Regions from separate parts of the Macaca mulatta genome. Here region 2 is linked to region 1. The links are chromatin contacts, called in public Hi-C maps. All regions are on one chromosome and are shown on one strand. Each heading gives the region's core, a stretch centred on a gene start, on an enhancer-like site or on the middle of the called end of the contact. The rest is flanking DNA. Distances are from core to core; before and after follow the strand shown. Region 1 holds the start of THAP2 (THAP domain containing 2). Region 2 holds the start of RAB21 (RAB21, member RAS oncogene family).

Region 1 (5,264 bases), core at 1,307-3,806:
TTGGAAGAACCATGTGCTGGCTTTTAAAAAGTTAAATATCTATATAATTTTCTTTTCTTTTCTTTTTTTGAAACGGAGTCTCGCTTTACCGCGCAGGATGGAGTGCAGAGGTGCAATCTCTGCTCACTAAAACTCCGCCTCCCGAGCTCAAGCGATTCTCCTGCCTCAGCCTCCCGGGTAGCTGGAAATACAGGCGCCCAATGCCACGCTGGCTAACTTTTTTATTTTTAGTAGAGACAAGGTTTCACCATGTTGGCCAGGCTGGTCTCGAATTCCTGATCTCAAGTGATCCGCCGCCTTGGTCTCCCAAAATGTTGGGATTACAGGCGTGAGCCACCACGCCCAGCGCCTACATGATTTTCTCTGAAACAATCCTAAAATGTTCCTAACCCAACTTTTCGTTGCAGAAGTAAGGTTTTTCAGGGGACTAGCATCAGAAGCTGCTGTTTCTTACCTAAATGTACATTCCTTGCCCCTTTTACATCATGACATTTGAGAAAAACCTATTCTGGACCTAAGTGTTCTATAAAAGTAATTCTGATTGTCTTCCAAATAACTGTCATTACTTTTAAGTTTCATATATAATGACGAAATTAAAAATCACACTATGGGAATTACAACCAGTAATGAAAGTCTTTAAACTTTTGCAATGGTCACAGTGTGAGTCAAGATAGTGTTTTACAAACCCATTATAAAACAGGAAACCTTCGGATGACTGATTCCTCTGTATAAATCCTGAGTAAACTCAGTAATGTTTAAAACTGAGAATAAGGTTAGAAGTAGCAAAAATCTGGTATGTTACTATTTCCTTTCTCAAAGTATCCGTAATCTCCACCCTCGCATACACATTCCTCCACTCTAACGTATTAAAATAAAAATGCTGATAAGTTTATCTTTCTCTTTCTGGCCCTCATTTAGTCAGCACGAAGAGTTACACAATGCGCAAAACTGAACACAGATACAAACGAACGTAAAGGAGGTAAAGCGTTCCAAAAAGATCAAATGAATCAAAAAGCTCTGAAACAGACCTGTTAAAGACACCAGAGTGTTTTTTTTAACCTCCCCCCCCCCGCCCCCGCAATTTAAAAGGCAGCAACCGGAATAAATCAAGATAAAAACAGCATCACAAAAATAGTGCAGGACTGCGCAGACTGAAACTTTTACAATTTTCAATGTCAAACCGCAATATGATAAAGCAACAGTATTCCCCAAACTGGTTATGAATATTTTTTTCTCTAACAATATGTCAACTTCACATAAAATACAAAGTTTCTGTCCCAGCAAAAATACAAATGCTAATGAAAGTCGGGCTTCTAAGGTATTATTACAAATCAGACTTAACTGTCTTGGATTTCATTAGCTTAACCCAGTCCATAGCACGTTAATATATCCAATGAAGCAGTCTTAACAATAACGCTATAGTGTGACACACGGGGAATTACCAAAGAACAACTTACTTTAAGTATACTGACACAGGGAGAAATCAGCGGTTCTGATGATTCAAAGTTACACTCGTCTCACAGACCTAGTAATGACGCTAAAGGGAACTTTGGTAAGTGACACACCCAGCGCCGACCGCCACGTTAAGGATACAGCTCTTCCGAGGTGGAGAGGGCTCTCGCCAGCTCTGACTGCTGCTGAACCCGGATCCTGCTCCTCCTCCCAGAGGGGGTCTGCACCCCGGCTTGCCTCCTCGCTCACCCACTCCTCGCCCCCGACTCCAGCGACTCCCACCCCGGTAAGGCCTGCCTCGAAAGCGGAAACGGTCCAAGGCGAGGTGGCTCCGCTCCCAGAAAGACGGCCGGGGACTGCTTTCGGACAGTGAACTCGAAGGCATCCGTACAGAGGGCGGATGAGACCGGAATGGTTCTTTGGGTCGGTAGCTGCTGGGTCCCCTGAGGTGGCCCCGCTCAGACGCGTGCCGCGAGCGTGAGAAATTCCTCAGCTGCTGCTGAGAAGAGGACGATGACGAGGAAGAGCCACCGCCTCCGCCGGATCCACCGCCCCGGGCCGAGTGAGGAGGCCTTCGCCGCGGATAGGGTAACAACCCGCCGCCACTGCTGCTGCTGCTGCTCCGGCTCCGTATCTGGCTGTTATTATCGTCGTCACTGATCTCCCCATCTTCCAGCTCCCCTTCTTCCTTCGGCGAGAGGCCACTGGAGGCCGGGGCCGGAGTATCTGCGGTCGCCATCCGGGGAGCAGCGCCTTCCACACAACCTTAGCTCTCCGTCCGGGGATCCGCCCGACAATTGCCTCGTTTCCGCCGGGTCGGTGCGGTCTTACCCTGCTCGGACACCTAGCGGCCTCTGTTCCCCAACTTCCCCGCACCCCAGCTCTCTCTCGCCGGACCGTCGCAACCCAGTTCCTTTTCCTAGCGCCCCCTTGCTCCTCAGCGATCGGGGTTCTTCCGCCTCGCGAGAAAGGGACTCTGGTAGCGGCTGTACCCGAAACGTCACTTCCTGCGACACGCAGGAAACAAAGGCTCACAGTTCACGCGATAATAACACCACTCGACACTCACTAGGATTTGTAGTCTTTCTTCTTTTTTCGGGTTCACTCTTCCGGTCCACGGGTCACACCCACTGCAGGACCTGGCCTGGTACAGCTGGGTGCATGCAGAAGTAGGTGGAGCTGCTCTTAGTTGCATCCTTGAGAGAGTTTTATTGTAAAACTCTTATAATTTATAGTAATCGGAGGGGAAAACACTTCCTTTTAATTGCTGTGAGGACCGCTGCCGAAGAAACGCAGTAGATCCGCTCCCTTTTGGGGGCGGGGAGAAAGAACGGGTTGTGTCCGCCATGTTGGTGAAGTCAAGCGAAGGCGACTAGAGCTCCAGGAGGGCCAGTTCTGTGGGCTCTAGTCCGCCATATTAATAAAGAGAAAGGGAAGGCTGACCCTCCCTCGCCTCCGCCCCCATATACACACCCCTTCTTCCCACTCCGCTCTCACGACTAAGCTCTCACGATTAAGGCACGCCTGCCTCGATTGTCCAGCCTCTGCCCGAAGGAAGCTTAGCAGCCAGCGCCTCAGTAGAGACTTAAGGGCGCTGAATGAGTGGGAAAGGGAAATGCCGACCAATTGCGCCGCGGCGGGCTGTGCCACTACCTACAACAAGCACATTAACATCAGCTTCCACAGGTAACCTGGGCAGGGAGTGGGGGTGACGGAAAATGGAGTTCCTATTCTGGCTATCGCTTGTGTGGAAGGAACAGGAGGATTCTCCTAATTCTAATAACTTTCCCAGCTGGTAGCAGGGAAGCATCATACGTCCTTTGTTTTTCTCAAATCTGCCCAATTTTTCCCTGCTTTCGGGGAAGCTTTACTCATTTTCTAAAAGAAATCCAAGTACTGTTTGGTGATTACCCCTTAGTAAAAAAGTAACAGGAGGATATCGTAATTTTCTACTCTTTTATTCCTCTGTTAGACCGGGTCTTGACATGAATGACGCCGTAAGGGAGAAAGAGATCTTCCCATTCAATCAGCAATCACCGTAAAAGCCTGCTGTGTTCCCGTTAAAATTAGGAAATTCTCACTAGATGAATTGACTTGGGAGGCATTTAGATTTCTAATAGTCACATAGTAATTCTGCGGAGGAATTGAGTCATCTTTGATAGCCATGGAATTAAGCGATGTTAATTAAAGTGCAAAAGATAACCTTTCTGTTCTTACTAGAACAGAGTAATAAAAAGAACCTAGGTTTTCTTTTGTTTGCTGGAAGAAAAATCAAAATTCTTTAGTTCTGTCAAACCAGAACTCTTGAAAGCACTTTGAACAATGCTTGGAAAATAACAGGTACTCTGTAAATGTTTACCTTCTCTGCAAGTGCCTGCCACGTGCCTCAAGAAAAGACACATTAAAAAGTTAAGTGACACCGGTCCTGATTTTATATATTTTATATACCTAACAACGTATGTGATGTTAGTATGTAGAAATTATATCCTTGACCTTTTTCCCTACCTCACTATTACGAACTGTACTTTTATTAAAAGCTGCCACTTAAAAAAAATCTTGTGATGTTTCTGTTTTTAAACTAGTTCATGCATATGTAGTGCTTTGTTCATTCATCCATCAAGTATGTACGGAGTTCCTAATTACCTGACATTGTGCTAAGGATCCAGAAAATTCTAATCCTCCTGGAGTTTAGAATTTAGTGGTGGAGAAAGACATAAATCATTATAATTAAGTGCCACAGAAGAAACCTGACTTAGTCTTGGAAAGTCAAAGAACACTTCTCAAAGGATGTGATATTTCAAATGAGACCAAAGGATGACAGATTTGGTCCTGTATGCTACTTAAGTATTTTCTGTTTTATCCTAAGAGTACTTAAGAAGCCATGGAGGGTTTAAAAAAAGAATGGCACGATTAGATTTGCATATTAAAAAGTCCTCTGGTTGCAGTGTAGAGAATCGTAGTGTTACTGAAAGTGCTGGTCAAGCATCATCGGGAATGAACTTGATGAGAAAGGAACTTATTACAGAATATTAATGTACCTATTTTTTCCTTCACAGGGAAATCTTGTTACAACGTCAACTAAACTAAACCCTGTACTCAGTTGCTGGCACAATCAGCATTGGATTAGAGAAGGTGTGAGCTGACAGAGAAAAACTAGTTAGGAAGCTGTAGTAAATAAAACAAGGAAAGTCCACCCAATTTTCTAGACTAGGGTGATATTAGAGTAGAATTGGAGAGGAGGGGACAGATTTGAGAAATGTTCTAGGAGAAACTACTGAATTTAGTAATTTGGATAGATGAGAGAGGGTAGTCCAGACACCAATAACAATGTTTAACCCAGTGTGTTGGCTCACACCTGTAATCCCAGCACTTCGGGAGGCCAGGGTGGGCTGATCACTTGAGCCCAGGAGTTTGAGACCAGCCTAGAAAACATGGTGAAACTTCGTCTTTACAAAAAAATACAAAAAATTAGCTGGCCGTGGTGACGCGTGCCTGTAGTCCCAGCTACTTGGGAGGCTGAGGTGGGAGGACTGCCTGAACTGGGGAAGTTTAGGCTGCACTGAATTGTGATTGTGCCACTGTACTCCAGCCTGGGCAATACAGTGAGACCCTGTATTGCCAGGGTCAAGAAAAAACAAAAAAAAGATGGATGGTGGTACAATAACATGCATAAAACTTGCCTATGAATTGAATATTTTCATGTGTAACCTCAGAAATTTAGGTCTTAAAATAGTATTCATTATAATAAAAATACATTCCTATTTCATAAATACAAACCAGGTTCAATTGATTCACTCCTTTACTACTGGGAC
Region 2 (5,264 bases), core at 1,371-3,870, 100 kb after region 1:
TTGTTTTGTGGCAGTCCCTGTTAAGTTTATACAGACCAATCATAGTTGACTCTAAGACTGACCTAAATTCTTAGGAGCATAGAATCTATCCCAGAATTGGCCTGAATTTCTTTCAATGCTTGGACTATTATGGGCTACTTGTTTTCTCACAATATACTTAAGTATGTTTCTTATGGCTGCTGTAACAAATGATCACAAACTTGGTAGCTTAATACAACACACATTTATGCTCTTTTAGTTCTGGAGGTCAGGAGTCAAAATTAGTTTCACTAGATTAAAATCAGTATATCTGCAGGGCTGAACTCCCTCCAGAGGCTCTAGGGCCTCCTTGTCTTTTCCAGCTCTGGTGGCTGTACGCATTCCTTTGCTTATGGCTACATTGCTCCATAATCTGCCTCCATGGTCACACTGCCTTCTCCTCTTCTGGGTGTGAAGCATCTCTTTCTGCCTCTCTCTTATAAGGATACTTGTAATTGCAGTTAGTGCCCACCCAGATAATCTCCCCATCTCAAGATCCGTAGCTTAAATCAAAAAGACCCATTTCCTAAATAAGGCAACATTTACAGGCTCCAGGATCTAGGAGCTGATATCTTTCGGGGCCGTTATCAGCCTATCACAATTTACATCTATATTTACCCACTCTGTGCTCAAAAGTATGCCAACCTACTTATTGTAACCCATGAAAACTTGCACTACCTTCTTAAATGTCAACATAAGCTAAATGTAAAAACTTATTTTAACTTCAAAAATTATTTTGGCTGAGTATGGTGACTTATACCTGTAATTCCAGCACTTTGGGAAGCTGAGGCTGGAGGATTGCTTGAGTCCATAAGTTCAAGACCAGCCTGGGCAATATAGCAAGACATGCAAGATACCGTCTCTACAAAAAAAAAATTTAAAGATTAATCGAGATCAACAGTCCCCTTTCTTTTTAGAGTCCCAACTATAGAATTCTGCCTGTCTCCTGAAGTCTAGGATAGGTGCCTGGGTGATTAGCAAAGTAGTGCTATAAGGTTGGCTAGGCAGGTAGTATCCTGACAGTTTGGCAAATGAGGAAACTAAGACTTGGATTCAGCTGGGTGTGGTGGCTCGCACCTATAATCCCATGCTTTGGGAGGATGAGGTGGAAGGATTGCTTGAGGACACAAGTTCAAGACCAGCATGGGTGACGTAGCAAGACTCCATCTCTAGTTAAAAAAAAAAAGAAAACAACAAAAAAACAGCTGGGCATGGTGGTGCACACTCATATTCCTGGATACTCAGGAGGTGGAGGCTGGTGAATCACTTGCGCCTAAGAAGTTGAGGCAGCAGTGAGCTATGATTGTGCCACTGCACTCCAGCTAGGTCATGGAGTGAGACTCTGTCTCTTAAAAAATAAAAAATACTTGAATTAAATTTCCAAGGTCCCACAAATAGAAATGGTGTACCAGCTGAGCATAGTGGCCCAGTAATCCCAGCACTTTGAGAGGCATAGGGAGGAGGATAGCTGGAGCCCAGGAGTTTAAGACCAACCTGGGCAACATAGTGAGACCCTGTTTTTAAAAAATAAAAATAAAAGGGCCAGGCATGGTGGCTCACACCTGTAAGCCCAGCACTTTGGGAGGCTGAGGTGGGTGGATCACCTGAGGTCAGGAGTTCAAGACCAGCCTAGCCAACATGGTGAAACCTCGTCTCCACGAAAAATACAAAAATTAGCGGGTCGTGGTGGTGGGCGCCTATGGTCCCAGCTACTCGGGAGCCTGAGGCAGGAGAATCACTTGAACCAAGAGGCAGAGATTGCAGTAAGTCGAGATCACGCCACTGCACTCCAGCCTGGGCGATACAGCGAGACTCCGTCTCAAAATTAAAAATAAAAACAAATAAAAAAGAATGGGGATGCAGATAAGAAAAAACAAGCAATCATCAAACAAGCCGCCTCAAGGTGGAGTACCATGGAATGTCAGAGGCTTCATGAAAGACAGAAAAACTGAAGAGTCCTTGGGGTTAGGAATTCAGAGGTGGGCAGGTCTTATACAGACCTCGCCCTCAACAAACCTACAGCCTAATAAGAGTCGATAAAATAATTTCCATGGAGTGTGTAAAGCCCTGGTAAAGGAGACATACTGGTGTTAGGAAATACCTAATTTTGTGGGGTGGGGGAATGGAAGGATGGGGGAAGGATTGGGTGGTCAGAGATGCGGTTTAAGCTGAGACTTGAAAGATGATGGAGTAGTTGACCACGAGGTCAGAGGAACTGGGAAGCGCTATGATTCGGGATCCCACAGAGAGAGATTCGAGGGCACCTTGACAGATTTGGTTTACAGTGACCTCTGGTGTAAGAGATCATTAGCCTTTTGAACATCCCCTCGGCAAAAACGATGAAGTTCTGCACTTCATTTCACCAGAGGTGGGCTCACCTCAAATTCCTGGTTCCTTATTCCCGCAGGCTCCCACCAACTGCAGAGCAGAGGTGGCTCACAAGCGGCGGGGCTCTGCCCTAGATTGCCAGTAGGCGCTTGACTCACATCCAGCTCCACCCCTGGAGATGCTCCAGAAGCCCCGCCCACGTCCAGGCACGTTCTTCTGGGGCTAGTCGCAGGGGCCGCCCCGGCCGCGGCGCTCACGTGACCCGAGGTGTGACGTAGGAGGAAGGAGACGCCATTAGAGGGAGGCAGAGAGGGATCGTTCTTCGCCTTTCCTCCGGTGCCTGACGTGGTGGGCTGGGGCCCTTCGTCCTCGGACTTTCCCTCAGCCCTTCCAGGCCTCGCCCGAGGAGGGAGTAGGGACAGCGCCCGGGTCGGCGGAGCCGGGGTGGTGGGGGCTGAGCCGGCTGTGGCTGTAAAGGCGCTGCCGCGGCTGTGGGGAGGCCGGCGCGACACTCGGGCTCGGGCGGCCGGGAAGCGACGGGATGGCTGCGGCCGGCGGCAGCGGGGCGGCGGCGGCGGGCCGAGCCTACTCGTTCAAGGTGGTGCTGCTGGGGGAAGGCTGCGTGGGGAAGACGTCGCTGGTGCTGCGCTACTGCGAGAACAAGTTTAACGACAAGCACATCACAACTCTGCAGGTGCGGACCTCGGGGAGCGGGAGGGGGCGCCTCAGGGCCCCTACCCCTCTGGGGCTGGGGAAACTTTGCCGCCCCGGCCCCCTGGATCTAGGCTGGTAAATCCCAGGCCTGTCATCTCCGCCTTCGGTTTACCTTTCCCAATTCGCCCTGGGGAATCACCAGGTCGGGGCAGCCTGTAGACGCGAGGACAGGCTGGTTGGGAGGGAAGTGGAAGGGCCCTGAAAAGTCCCCAGTGTCCTCCGTGGTGGCTGCGCACGTTGTGGTCCCCGTCTGTGGGCTTTTTTTTTTTTTTTTCCCATTTACTGCACTTCCTGGGCCCCAGGTGTCTTCAGCGTTGCAGTCTTCAAATGTTAGCTCCTTTTCTTTCTTTCATAATTAGGAACTTAGCTGCGGATTCGATTTTGTGAATTAGGTGATTTGTAACTTCAGCGCTTACTGATGACTAAGTGTTTATGCAAGTTCCATTTTGTCCTGAGTAACAGGAATGGCAAAAGAGCCATCTCTGGAGGTTTTTTGAAATGACCGCTTGCCCAGGCGTGTTACGCAGTTTCATTGCAGCCTGCGTGGGTCTGACTTGTGGGTCACTCATATTCTGCGAGGTCGATTGACCCACGCTGAAACATCAAGTGAATACTGACCAACAATTGGTCCCCAGACTAAAAGCCGGTGCTGTTACTAATTTTCTTTACCTGTAATAAAAGGCCGGCTTCTACAGGTACATTGGAAAGGTGTTAACATGTTATCATTGATTGAGAGTGAAGCCAGGCCTTTAAGGGAGTTGTACTCACCCCACTCTCCCAGAGAAATCAGTTTTCATGTATTAAAAGAAATTTATCCTACTAATTTGACTTATCAATTTGTCCAAAGGCAGTAAAGTCTAGTGCACTTTTGAGCCTGATTGTCTAGGTTCATGTCTCACCTCCATCCATTTAACTAGCTGTGTCATACTGGGTAAGTTACTTAACCTGTCTGTGCCTGTTTCTTCTGTTAAAATGGCCATAATGGTAGTATCTAGCTCATAGGGTTGTCAGGATAAATATACAGAAAAAGCCCTGATGACCTGGTCCAGTGTAAGTTGTCTATCTTTACTGCCCCAACTTGCACAATAGGTCTTAATTAGTAAATGTGTAGTATGTGAAAACATCAACACTACTTAATAGAATGCGTAATATCCTAATTGTTGTGACATTGGATGTTTGATGCTATTATTAAACTGAGTCTAGAATTTACAAGACGCTCTGGCTCTGATTCCATGTTCTATTTTTACTCTTCTGTTTTTACTCGTATGTAAAGCATTTCTGAAAAAGTGAGTGCCAGGAAACTGCATTAAAAAAAAATCCTTGTACCAGAGCACTAACAAAATTTTAATAATGAATTGTTATTGTTCAGTGTCCTGTTAGTGAGAGCCTTGTGTTTTGGATCAAGAAAATTCACTGGACAAATACCCAGGATCGTTTAGAAGTTTAGAGATTTACTTAGGTAAAGTGGTAACAATAGCTAACATTTAGTGAGTTCTTACTGTGCTGATTATTTTGCTTGATTTCTGTCATTTAATTCTTATAACACCCTATGAAGTGGATAGTTTAGTGGATAGCCCTACAGGTGAGGAAACAGGTTTAGTTGAGTAATTTTGCTGACAGTAATATTACCACAAGTCAGTGGTACAGGAGTGTCCAAGCTCAAATTTGAACCCCTGTCTGACTTCAGATTTTGAGCAATAAAATCACATTACCTCTGGATATTGGTAAATAACCCATCTAGTGTTTTCCTTTATGCAAAGATCTAAGATAAAAGAAAACTATTGTAATTGAGGTCTTCGCGTTTTTTTCAAAGGATAACTTGAATCTTGCCCTTTCACCCAGGCTGAAGTGCAGCAATCTTCACTCACTGCAACCTCCACCTCCTGGGTCAAGTGATTGTCCTGCATCAACCTCCCAAGCAGCTGGGATTACAGGCACGTGCCACCATGCCTGGCTAATTTTTTTGTATTTTTAGTAGAGATGGGGTTTCACCATATTGGCCAGGCAGGTCTCGAACTCCTGACCTCAGGTGATTTGCCTGTCTTAGCTTTCCAAAGTGCTGGGATTACAGACATGAGCCACCGCGCCTGGCCATACCTTTTCATAAATTTCTAAAACATTCTTGAAGCTAAAAGCAAAGTAAAAGTTTTTAAATATATGAAAAGCCACTGCACTCCTACACAGGGGAGGACGAAGTTGTAGTA

What was found. A called contact is a pair of places that touch in the nucleus more often than the background predicts.
Region 2: a contact with region 1 is called in a Hi-C map of fetal cortex germinal zone, with 2.3 times the contacts expected there. The contact joins the promoter of RAB21 here to the promoter of THAP2 in region 1. A contact is called at or near these places in 4 of 14 Hi-C or Micro-C datasets (CD4 T cells, blood, fetal cortex germinal zone and 1 more).

Annotation. Positions count from the first base shown.
Region 1 is chr11:78,793,004-78,798,267 of T2T-MMU8v2.0, forward strand. It overlaps THAP2 (THAP domain containing 2), which reads left to right and starts at 2,557. Exons shown (of 3, transcript NM_001193501.2): 1 at 2,557-3,138. The coding sequence starts at 3,068. It overlaps ZFC3H1 (zinc finger C3H1-type containing), which reads right to left and starts at 2,440. Exons shown (of 35, transcript XM_015152250.3): 1 at 1,594-2,440. The coding sequence starts at 2,191.
Region 2 is chr11:78,895,746-78,901,009 of T2T-MMU8v2.0, forward strand. RAB21 (RAB21, member RAS oncogene family) reads left to right here and starts at 2,621. Exons shown (of 7, transcript XM_001117520.5): 1 at 2,621-3,040. The coding sequence starts at 2,888.